Regions from separate parts of the Sus scrofa genome. Here regions 1 and 3 are each linked to region 2. A link is a contact called in public Hi-C and promoter capture Hi-C data. All regions are on one chromosome and are shown on one strand. The core of a region is the stretch at or near the end of the contact, and the rest is flanking DNA. Distances in the headings are between cores, read along the strand shown.

Region 1 (3,865 bases), core at 732-3,231, 360 kb after region 2:
TTTAGCAGTTTTTTGGACTTCACTTTGTTCCATTTGATGTTACTTGAAAAAGAGGTTGAGTATCAAGGATGTATTTATTTGTAGTAGGTGAAATGTGATCGAGAACTGACAGGTGACTTTCTGCTGACATTGTCTAGAGATTATTGGAACTTTGGATTTTGAAGCTCAGAATTGTTGGAGCTACAGATTGGAGGCTTGGGAGATACGATTTTAAAGTACTAGCCATCACTCTGGAAGTGAGTGCATTTTAAGTGGAAATTTAGGAACACCTAGATTTTAAAAGTTAGAATGCATTTTTTTTCCTTAGTGCTTCTCCCTTACCAAAGGGAAAAATGGACTCAATAATCTGCCAGAACAGTTGTCTTAAATTGGATTCTACTTAATACTCATGTAGGATGTATTTATCTTATGATACATATGGATTTTTGATGTTGGGCAGTGTGTCTCTGTTGGGCTCTGAAGTTAGTTTTATATGCCATCAATATAACCCTTCCCCCAAATTAGAAGCCCATTTTCAACTATGAAAGAACAGCTATGAAATTTTTTAGGCAAACAGAAGACAAAGGGAAAAATGTGGCTTCTAAATGCTTGCCACCTGTCTTTGTCATCTTAACATTTTAAACCCCCCCCCTTCCTCCTCTTGTCTTTCTAGGATGTAAATGATTAGAAATGGTCAAGGCCCTTCTAGCTCCTTTTCTTTTTTCTTTCCCCAGAGGTAGCGGTTAGCCTGAAATTTGGGGTTTATTACTCCCTCTGTTTTTTTGCCTTACTAGATCCTCAATCCCAAAGCTCAATAAATTGTTCTCCATGTCCTGGTGGTTTTTTTTTGGTTTTGTTTTTTTGTCTTTTTAGGGCCACTCCCATGGCATACAGAGGTTCCCAGGCTAGGGGTCAAATCAGAGCTGTAGCTGCTGGCCTCCACCACAGCCAAAGCAACGCCGGTTCCTTAACCCACTGAGTGAGACCAGGGATCGAACCCCAGTCCTCGTGGATGCTAGTCGGGTGGTCTAACCGCTGAGCCATGACAGGAACTCCTCAACAGCCTTTTCTAATGTAGAGATAGGGGGGTTTTTTGTTTTTGTTTTACAACAAAGAAATCAATAAAAAGGAATGCTTAAAAAATACTGTCATTAAAAACAAAAGATTTGGTTCCATTAAGAAAACTGTCCAATAGCACCTATGATAACTCAGAGAGAGTAGGAAAAACTTTTTAAAAATCTCAGAGTTCCTGCTGTCACACAGCCAGTTAAGGATCTGGCATTGTCTCTGCAGTGGCTCAGTTGCTGCTGAGGTGAGGGGTCAGTCCCCGGCCTGGGAACTTCCTTCCATATGCTTTGTGCGTGGCCAAAAAAAATCCAAAACAAACAAACAAAAAACTCAGTCTCAGTAACAGCCATTATTTTCTTCAGCTTTGCTTTTGGCTAAAGTATAAGGTGGTATTTCTTTGTTTAAAATATACATGTATTTGCTTTCTAGGGCTGCACCTGCAGCATATGGAAGTCCCAGGCTGGGGTCTGAATTGGAGCTGCAGCTGCTGGCCTACACCACAGCCACAGCAATCCTGGATCCGAACTACATCGTGACCTACACCACAGCTTTCAATGGTGCAGGATCCTTAACCCACTGAGAGAGGCCAGGATTTGAATCCACATCATCATGGATACTAGTCAGGTTCTTAACCTGCTGAGCCACAACAGGAACTCCTAATTTTTTTTTAACTCTGTTAAGATATATGTTTCTTTGGTCCCTAGGATAGGATTCTCTGATCTCTACTTTTTGTTTTTATCTGTACCTTCCTTACAGGTCTTTTTAGGTAACTGGTTATAGTTGAGACTATTTTGCTTCTGAAAGTAATCTATTTGCTTTTGTCTGCTTGCTTTGTACACTTAGCATTTCAAATTTTGAAACAATTTAAACATTGCAGGTGATTTCGAGTTTTGGATTCCCCAAAGAAGAGAGTTATTGGAGCACTCTGGCTTTTGGACACTGGTCTCTTTGAAGACAAATGTGTACTTTGTGTCAGAGTTACTGGGAGTTTTTAAGTACAGTCTCTCTTGCTTTTTAAAAAAACTTTTTTTTGGGGGCGGGGGCATGCCTGCAGCATGCAGAAATTCTCAAGCCAGGAATTGAACCTGCCATAGCAGTGACCTGAGCCACAGCCGAGACAGTGCCAGATCCTTAACCACTGAGCCACTGGAGACCTCCCTCTCTTACTTTTCTACTTTTTTTTTCTTCAGTGTTCTTTGACCTTTGGTTTCTACTGTTCAACTTCCCTCCTAATATGATAGTCAAGTTGGTATAGTTTCTCTTTGGGCCAGTATTTATTTATTTATTTATTTATTTATTTATTGTCTTTTTGCTATTTCTTTGGGCCACTCCTGCGGCATATGGAGGTTCCCAGGCTAGGGGTCCAATCGGAGCTGTAGCTGCCAGCCTACGCCAGAGCCACAGCAATGCGGGATCCGAGCCGCGTCTTCAACCTACACCACAGCTCACGGCAACACTGGATCGTTAACCCACTGAGCAAGGGCAGGGATCGAACCCGCAACCTCATGGTTCCTAGTCGGATTCGTTAACCACTGCGCCATGACGGGAACTCCTGGGCCAGTATTTATTGAATGAAGCCCTGGCAGTGTGACAAGCTCCGTGTCCCCTGGCCTCATTCAACCCTGATCTCTACATAAACCTAAGTTTTAGCATCAGACTAGCATGGTAGTGACATTCATTAAATACCTGCTAGCATTAGGTATTGTAGAAGTATTTAAATGGATTCTCTCTTATAATCCTCACAACAAAAATAAATTATTATCATCCTCACTTTCCGGATGAGTTAACTGGGCACAAATAAATCATTTGCCTAAAATCCCTTGGCAGTGGAGTTGCCAGATAAAATACAGGATCCCCAGTAAATTTGAATTTCTGATAGACCATATTTTTGCAAAATCCAGGAATCCTACGTGAAAAATAAATGGTAGAGCTGGGATTTTAAACCATGTAATTTGGTCATCGGGCTCAGTCTGTTAACTACTGCATCATAGTGTGTATGGAGAATAAAAATTGCATCTACCTGGTGTTCCTCCGGTATCTGGATGGCAGCTGCCATCTATATGTTGTTATTACTTTTAGTTGAAAGCATTTTTCCTGATTATATTTACTGTAATGTAAAGGTGTGTGCATTCTTACTAATTTCAAAGTGTGGCATTCAGGATTCCTTGGTGGCACAGAGGGCTAAGGATCCAGTGTGGTCACTGCTGTGGCCTGGATTCAATCCCTGGCCTGGCGCAGTGGGTTAAAAGGATCCAGAGTTGCTGCAGCTTTGGCATAGGTTGCAGCCGCGGCACAGATTCAATCCCTGGACCAGGAACTTAAATATTCCGAAAATGTGGCCAAAAACAAAGTGCGACATTGAGCTTCAAGTAAATTCATAAATACTTTTTATACCTTCTTCAGTCTTGACTAATTGTATATTAAATAGCATAAAGTGGGACTTTTTGGTACCTTGTCGTTTTAGCCATTCTCACTCATGTAAGGTCGTTCTTTTTATTTCCCCTTCTTAAATACAGAAATATTTAATTATGTGTGTGCTAAAAAGTCACATTTCCCTTTGATAAAGTCAAGGAAATGACCCTTGAATAAGGTATTTAGCAGTTCTCTGAACATGTCCTATGTATTCTCACAAAAATGAGCAATTCTAAAATAGAATTGAAAGAGGTTTTATTACTAAGAATTACCAGGGAAGTTATCTGGCTCTGCCAAATGTCCTACAGGAAAGTAAGGAATGCTTTTTCCTGATGAATTACCACAGTTCAGGAGCAGACTTCTGGTTTTGCTTATCTAGAAATGACTTTAAAAAACTAAAGACATA
Region 2 (3,945 bases), core at 896-3,395:
TTCTCGGGCTCCCAGCTGCTTTCTTCTGGCCTCTGTTTGTATTAGCAACGCCTCATGACACAGCATAAAGTGAATCTGGACAGAAGTTTCTAACACTGGTGAAAAAGAAGCACAACCAGTAGATTGCTGAAGTAATTTAAAAAAGAAAAGAGCCTGGGATAGTGCCCTGAAGGAGAAAACATCCCCTGATGTCTTGTCTTGTGGCAGCAGTAGACACAGATGGCTGGCGAAAGACAAGAGCTTCTATGGAGTGGGAGGAGTCTCCTCCAGAAACACAGCTTCCATTATCTCAGGAGGGCATGTAAGGACACGATTCTTGGCTTCTGGACCTTGCAGGAGAATCCGCCTGTTCACCTCGCGCTAACATCCACTAGGGGGAGGCAGGGTCCTTCTGCAGATTTCTACTGGGAAGAACTTGCCCAACAGCAGTCATCTGAAGTACTAAGTACATCTACTAAGTACTAAGTACATCTACTGAGTACTCAGGAACAATGGAAGCTGGGAGGGGATGAAGCTGTCACTTCTGCCTCAGCCACACCTCTCTTTGAGGAACTCTTAATTCATGGGTTTAGCTCTTCCTTTAGCAGCCTGTCATCGAGGGTTTATACAGTGTGTGTCTCAAGTCAGACAATGGGAAGAGTGGACATGAACACACACGAGGGGCCAGCCTTACTTCCGTTTTGGAATGATAGGTGGAAAGTGGAAGATAGGAAGCCTGTGATCTCCATTTACTAGTTGAAGACTGGTCAGCTTTCTCACCCCTCTTTCCTCCTACCTCGGTGATCACCTAGCAGTTGCTTCATCCATCTCTGACCTCAGCCACACACAAAGGTAGTTCACCTTTTTAGCAGGCAAGTGAAGCAAAAGTCTTTTTCCTTCAAAATTATAACTCCTCCTGTAACCGATTTCTGCAGTTTTGTGTTAAAGAGACATTTCTTGGGAGTCTTCAAATGTCCCCTATTAAAACGCCACAGATGTATGAGGGGAAAGTATGTTATAGTATTATTTACAGTAGCAAAATCATAAGGAGACTAGTTGCCCCATACCGAGGGAATAGAAGAATGAACAATGATGAAGCCACAGGATGTGATATGATGACAACTTTAAAATCATGCTTTAGGAGGCCCCAGGTGGCTCAGTGGGTTAAGGATCCCAGCATTGTCACTGCTGTGGCACAGGTGATTCCTGGCTCAGGAACTCTTCCTCTTGCTATAGCTGCAGGAAAAAAAAAAAAAAAAAAAATTAAACCATGCTTTAATAATTATTTTATTTTTATTTTTGGCTGCCTCAAGGCATATGGACTTCCCGGGCCAGGAATCAGATCCAAGCCACAGCTGCAATCTATACTGCAGCTATGGCAACGCTGGATTCTTCAATCCACCGTGCCAGACCAAGGACCAAACCTGCATCCTGGCGCTGCAGAGACACTGCCAATCCTGTTGCACAGTGGGAACTCCAGTAATAATTTTAATGACATAAGAAATGATTGCCAAATAGTGTTAAGTGGAGATCTGATATTAAAAAGTGATCTCAATTTTTTTTTTCTTTTTATGGCCACACCTACAGCATATGGAAGTTCCTGGGCTAAGGGTCGAATCGGAGTCACAACTGCCATGGCAATACCAGATCCTTAACCCACTAAGCGAGGCCAGGCATCCTCACAAATACTGGGTCAGGTTCTTAACCCACTGAGCCACAGCAGGAGCTACATTATCTCAATTTTTTAATTTAAAAAAAAAAAAAAGCAGAGGCATCAAAATTCTGAGATCCGTATCTCTGAAAGGTAGAGTTACAGAGGAACTTATATTTCATCTAATTTCTTGTATTTTCAAAAAAAAAAATCCTGTTAACGTGAATATGTATTAATTTTATAATCACAGTTTATTTGTATCTATCACTATTCCCAAGAAAAGTGATAGTTTGCCTTTTGTAATTATCCCAAAAAGGGGGGGAGGTTTAAACAGTTAACCAAGAGCAAGAAATGGTTGGCAGGAGAAGGCAGGGGCAGGCATGCAGGGAGGGGTGGGGAGAGAGTCGGGGGATGAGAAGGAAAAATTGAGAAACAATCTTTTTCCTACCACCACGGTGGTAGTAGGACATTAAGGCCTCATTCCACCTGCCTCCCTGGGAGGAGGGCAGTGCTGGGCCCAGCCAATCACTGTTCTCCTGGGTCAGAAGTCAGGAAAAAAGAATGACATTATTGAAGATCTTGCCTAGAGAAAACAAGGCCTTCAATTAGAGACAGATTAATACATGGACTTTGAGATCTTTGTTTTGATGGTTCTGCAAGGTAAAGAGAACCGGAAAAATTAGTTACCATTTCAAGTTTTATTTTGACTCTGCTCAGCTCAATTCGCATTGATTGTAAATGGCCCAAATAATGTTTAATAAGCTCTAAATGGCTTTCTGTCCTTCACAGAACTCATTTGGTCATTTACAGGTGTCTGTGATGGGGCGTGTTTGATATATAGAAAGACATTTGTATTGTGTACCATGAAGTGAATATGTTTAGCAGGGAAGAAAAGGAACATTACCTGGTAAAGTGATGTCAGCAGGAAATTTCTACCTGGATGAGGGCGCATTTCAAGCATTTATTACTATTTGAAAGAAAGCTTAGAGGTATCTCTTCCAGATAGATACAGGAAGTCCTTCTTTGAGCTAATTTCCTTCCAAGATTTTTGCTAGGCTAACAGGCAATCCAGAGAGGCAGTGTCTTGAAGGAAAATGATCTGGAGAGAAAGAGGCAAGAAAACGAGAATGGCTGATTAGGACCATCAGTAAACAGGTGAAGGAGTACCTGGGATTTATCTAGTGAACTATGCGAATCTCAACAACAAGTGTGCCAGCTGCTTGAACAGTATCTTACCTGGAGAAGGGCTCCATGGAATGAGAAAAGGTTGTCAGGGTCTGAAAGTGAATGGGGAAGGGAAGGTAGGTGACGAAAATATGCAGACTAAATAATGGCTTTACCAATGGAAAGATTTGTGAAGCTAAAAAGATCAATCCAAGATTATAAGTAATGAGCAAAAAAACATAGAAAGTTGTAGAAGACAAAGAGTTCCGCCCAAAGCGCCTGAAAGCCCAGCTACTTGGTAAGAACTTGGCGCCCTCCAGTGATGAATCCGAAATCCCATTCCCTGTTGTCCTCACCCTGCCTTCAAGCCATGGCCCCCAGTGGGGACAGCGGAACCATGAGAGCCATTGCATTGGCCACGTGGACTCATCTCTAGACTTTGCACTTGTAAATGGTTCCTCTGTTGCTCTCCAACTTTCTTATCTCTTTGTGGTGGATCTTATTGATCTGCCTGGACTCATAATTGTAAATGATTAACTGGCGGAAACTGAATGCCTAATCCTTTTGGCAGTTTCCCCAAACAGATACTTTCCCTCAACAGCCAATATTGTGCCCGTTTATCAGAGAAGCTTTTCTTTCAGATTGTAAGATTGGTCCCTTTGGAAAGTGCCTTTTTATTTTATGTATTCATTTCTTCAGCTCAAAGAATTGCTGTGCTGTGGTTGCTTCAGGGTCCCACGTAAGAGCCAAGTCATAGTGCCTCAATGCGGTTATCACAGGCTCCTTTGGAGGCTGATGGAGGAACCAGTGTGCAGCGAGGGTGTTTTCCCTGAGGGAAGAAAACAGCATTTTAGACACCCTGAGAGGAAAAAAGACCTTTGTATGCCTGGCAGCCCTGGGGAATTAGGGCTGTGGTGATTTTACACCAAATAGGGGCTATGTGGTGGATTGTCGAGAAGGGATCTCAACAATTTTGTAAATGTATGACAAGAATCAGGGACCCAAATAGATAATATTAAGCCATTTCCTCTCTCAATAATTAGATGGCAGAAACAGCTGCTTCCCAGCAGATCCTTGATGGCAGCAAATGTCCATGATCTCACAATTTCACTGTTACAATGGTCTGCTCCCCCCCCCACCCCAGATGAAAA
Region 3 (3,678 bases), core at 1,067-3,566, 280 kb after region 2:
TTCTCAACAAAAAACAGGACCCAGGCAGCGAATTGAGAGCTGCGTGGGGAGGGCGGGGTGGGTGGAGTGCGGAGGTGTCTAAATCTTTTGGGGCAGAGTGGTAAGAAAGAAAGGAAAAGGTAAGACCCCAAAGCTTCTGGATTCCCCCCCCCACCCCCCCGCCGAAGGGTGGTGGCAGCTGATCCGACACAATAGCTGGCAGTCCCCCGCTGGCACGAGGAAAAAAAATGACCCTCAACGGCACCAGCAGGAGGACTGAGAAAATGAGGAGGGGTGTGTCTGGGAGGAGACGAGGATAAGGGTGAGGTGACAAACCGCGCCGCCTCGGCGGGGTCCTCCACTTCTGCCCCACGAGGACAGGAGCTGTGAGCCACCTCCCCGGAGGGGGGCGGGGTAGGAAGGGGAGACCGAGGGTGGGTGGGTTTTCCTACTGGGGCGGGGCAAAGGGTGGAGGGAAGCCTGAGTCAGCAGCCTCTGATTGGCTGGCGTCCTCTCGTCACGTTTTCTGATTGGGCCATTTGCAGCGGGAGATGTTGTGAGGGGCGGCGGGGCGGGGTGAACCGCCGGGGTCCCGGGCGCAGCCCCGCAATCAGGAGAGGAGGGGCGGCGGTTGTACTCCCGATCCGCGCCGCGGCGACCTGCGGTGTAGAGACGCGCCGCCACCTCTCTCCTCAGTTCTGCTAGCCGCGCGGAATTGTTCAACTGCCCTGAATATGTAAAAAGGGCAAGAGATTGAATGAACACCGCTTCGCTGCGAACCCCTTTCCCCGCAAACAAGAAGCTAATTTACAGTTGGGCGTGAAAGGACACTCCCTTATCTTCAAGTCCCACATCGCACCGCAGCTTCTCTCTTCTCCCGCTGCAGAAAGGGGCAAAAACTCACCCAGACGTGTCCCCCGCCGTCTGGGACCTGGGATCCCCCAATTCTGGGTATCTGGCTGTATGAAGGTCCCCCTCCCGGGCCCTGACGCGGAGCACCGAGCCTTCCGCAGCAGAAGCCCGGGTTCCTGGCCGCTCCCGCTCTGAGCTCGAGAGATTGGCGAAGGCGGGGAGGGTTTTGTGTGTCTGGCTTTGGGGGAGGTGTTGGGGGCGGCGAGGGCTTGTAGGTCCCGACACACATTGGGAGGGGGTTGGCGATCACCCCTCACCCCGCCCCAGGCTAATCCCCCTTCTCCAGCGTTGGTTCCCGGGACCATATTATTCAAGACAGAAAATATTCAGCCCCGGAGCCTCCCCTGGGGAGGGGAGGGGAAGGAGGTGGAGTGGGAGGAGGTGGATCCAGGGAGGAAGAAGCGAGAAATCCGCCCCCGGGAAACAGCTCGGCGCGGCAGCGGAGCGAGGCACTTCTGTCACTTGGTGATCGCGGGCGCCCGAGCGCGGCCCCGGCCCGGCCCGGCGAGGCGAGGGGAGAGTCCGGCGGCCGCCGCCCCGCCCCACGCCCTCCCGCGGCGGCCGAGAGCCCGGGGCCGGCCGGGGCAGGTCGCGGCGGTGCCTGGGAGCGGCCGGCCGGGGGCGGCGGCCTCGGAGCGCGACGGCGGCGGGCAGCGCCCGCTCGTCCTCCCGCTGGGTCCGGTGCGCGCCGGGCGTGCCGTCCGGGGACCGGCCGGCCGGGTGCGGATCTACTCGCCGCGCTTTCTCCGGTGCGTGTCTGCTTTATTTTCTGCTTCGGCCGACCCGGCGCAGCGCCGCCGGGCGGGTGGAAAGGGAGAGCCGGGCTCGCCGCGGGCTCCCTCCCTTCCCGCCACCCCGGGCCACCCCGCCCGGCGCTGGCGCGGGGCCGGAGGGAGCCGCGGCGGGCGCCCGGCGTGGGCGTAGGGGCCGCACCCGCGTGTGCGGAGCGGGGGAGGACGGCGGGAGGAGGGAAGGGCACAAAGGCCGGCGGCGGGCGCCGGGGTCCCGCCGGCCGGCCGTGGAGGAGGGGCGCCTCCCGTCCGCTCATGAATATTAACCGAGCCTGCGGCCTAGCGCGTCCCGGCCGGGCCCCATGCCCGGCCCGCGTCCCCGCCGCCAATCGCTGCCGCCCGCGGAAGCCGGGCCCGGCGGGGCGCGGCGGGTGAGCCCCCTCGCTCTTGGCCTTTCCCTCGGGTTCCCCCACTCGTTTTTGAAAGTACAAATTTGGGCCGCCCTTCCCGGGAGATCGAGATCCCCGACCCGCCTCTGGAAGGGGCGGGGGAAATAGTGGTAGGTGGGTGGTGGTTTTCTTTTTCCTATTTCCCCCCCCCCCCCCCAAGGTGGACACGGAAAAAGGGGAATATCGTGTCGGGGCGTTGATTGGGACGCGGCAACTAAATGAAAGTTGCTGGGGCTGCGGCTTCATTTCTATAGCTCCGGAATAATGCTCGGGAGAGGGAGTCCCTCCCGCCGCCGCAGCCGCGCACGCCTCCCCTCCCGGCCCCGCGCCGTCTCCGCCCAGCCTCGCCGCGGGCCAAGGAAAACAGCCGCCTCCTCGGGGACACCGGCCGGCTGGGGCGGAGGGCGGGCGCCCCGGGTCCCCCAGGCCGCCTCGAGACGCCGGCCGAGGCGCTGGCTAAGTCCGATCCTGGCTTTTTGTTTTTATTTGGGCCAGCTGGGGAGGCGGCGGGGAGCAAGGAGGGTTTTTGAAAAAGTATTATCCCATTTTAGTCTCGTGGGGAGCAAACTTCCCTTAAGTCTCCTCAGCTGGGTGATGCGGAAGAACAGAGACGCCTCTTCTGCCCAGAAAATAATGCTCATTAAAATGCACTTGAAAAGGGAATGTTTTGACGGCTTCACAACAGCCAGGCATGTTTGACGCAACCACCGTGCAGCTCTGATGTTACTCATTTTTTTCATGATTTATAGATTTTTTTCTTTTTCTTTTTTTTTTTGTCGTTGTTGTTGTATGGATAGATTCTTTTATACGGAGGTTCATCAGCGTGGACCGCATTATTTTTCCGAGTGTTGGAAAGGCGAACTTGGGCTAGACGTGGGCGAGTCTAAGGTCAGCGTCTGGAGAAAGTTCATGCCCTTTAACTTTTCCCTCCTCTAGGAAAGATCTCTTGGGCAGAGGCTTCGCGGCGCACTCAGATTGCTCTTGGAGTCGGGAGAAGCGCTAGGACGAAGGGGACCGCTTTCTGCAGCTGGCCTCACTAGCTGCTGAGGAGGAGACCTGTCGTCTTTGTTTTTTCCGTCTCGAGAAATGGACGAAGACGGGGAAATCGTTTGAAGTCCGAAGAAATCATCTTCAGGGCATTGCGGAGGGGCTTCATCAAAACCTTCATCCCCCGGCCCATTATTTGTCTCACTTAGCCCTGCACCTTCTGCGGAGCCTGGTGTGGAATTCTTACCTTTTGGGTGTGTGGTGGCATTTCGCCCCCAATGTGGACTCCCAAGGGTTGGCCCCTTCTTTGTGATTTGAAATGAAATGATGGCCACACGTCGGACTGGTCTGCCGGAGGGAGATGGTGACAAGCTCAAGGCCTGCGGGTCCCCCACCTGTGAGGTAAGCGCTTGAGGCAGGATCCCTGCCCGTCTGTGGTGGCCTGTGTCTGTGAGGTGTCCTGCCGGTGGCGGGGGTCAGCTGCCACACAGCCTAGGAAGAGGCTTTTGGGGCTTTGGGCTGGATGGTGGGAGGACCCCAGCTTGACCAGTAGAGAAGTGAAACGTTGCCCGTTTTTGTTTCTAGGAACTTCCAGTGATCCCCGCTCCCCCCTTCTCCCC

What was found. Promoter capture Hi-C pulls out the DNA fragments that hold promoters and counts their contacts. Hi-C and Micro-C count contacts between places; a contact is called where the count stands out from the background.
Region 1: a Hi-C map of liver shows a contact between it and region 2, with 3 times the contacts expected there. The contact joins two enhancer-like sites. A contact is called at or near these places in 8 of 47 Hi-C or Micro-C datasets (embryonic fibroblasts, fibroblasts, heart right ventricle and 4 more) and 2 of 2 datasets of contacts at active chromatin or transcription factors (alveolar macrophages and skeletal muscle).
Region 3: a contact with region 2 is called in a promoter capture Hi-C map of liver, with 12 times the contacts expected there. The contact joins the promoter of LOC110255603 here to the enhancer-like site in region 2. A contact is called at or near these places in 2 of 5 promoter capture datasets (fetal liver and liver), 5 of 47 Hi-C or Micro-C datasets (embryonic fibroblasts, fibroblasts, liver and 1 more) and 2 of 2 datasets of contacts at active chromatin or transcription factors (alveolar macrophages and skeletal muscle).

The regions. Positions count from the first base shown.
Region 1 is chr10:50,619,145-50,623,009 of Sscrofa11.1, forward strand. All of the region lies in intron 4 of ARHGAP21 (rho GTPase-activating protein 21), which reads left to right. Among named protein-coding and RNA genes, the nearest start is that of ARHGAP21, 79 kb to the left of the region's middle. Within about 2 kb of position 1,982, at least 1 of the 83 cell types and tissues checked has an H3K27ac peak or open chromatin away from gene starts, as enhancers often do. A contact at or near this core is called in liver, where this site is marked.
Region 2 is chr10:50,263,321-50,267,265 of Sscrofa11.1, forward strand. The region is part of intron 3 of LOC102166141 (a long non-coding RNA gene); the gene reads left to right. It overlaps LOC102166227 (a long non-coding RNA gene), which reads right to left. Exons shown (of 4, transcript XR_002336361.1): 2 at 2,867-3,623; 3 at 2,535-2,729; 4 at 1-1,215. Among named protein-coding and RNA genes, the nearest start is that of THNSL1, 45 kb to the right of the region's middle. Within about 2 kb of position 2,146, at least 6 of the 83 cell types and tissues checked have an H3K27ac peak or open chromatin away from gene starts, as enhancers often do. A contact at or near this core is called in fetal liver and liver, where this site is marked.
Region 3 is chr10:50,538,665-50,542,342 of Sscrofa11.1, forward strand. LOC110255603 (basic salivary proline-rich protein 2-like) reads right to left here and starts at 2,317. Exons shown (of 2, transcript XM_021064283.1): 1 at 884-2,317; 2 at 1-707. The coding sequence starts at 2,317. The coding sequence ends at 1,202. ARHGAP21 (rho GTPase-activating protein 21) reads left to right here and starts at 2,918. Exons shown (of 26, transcript XM_021064916.1): 1 at 2,918-3,460. The coding sequence starts at 3,383.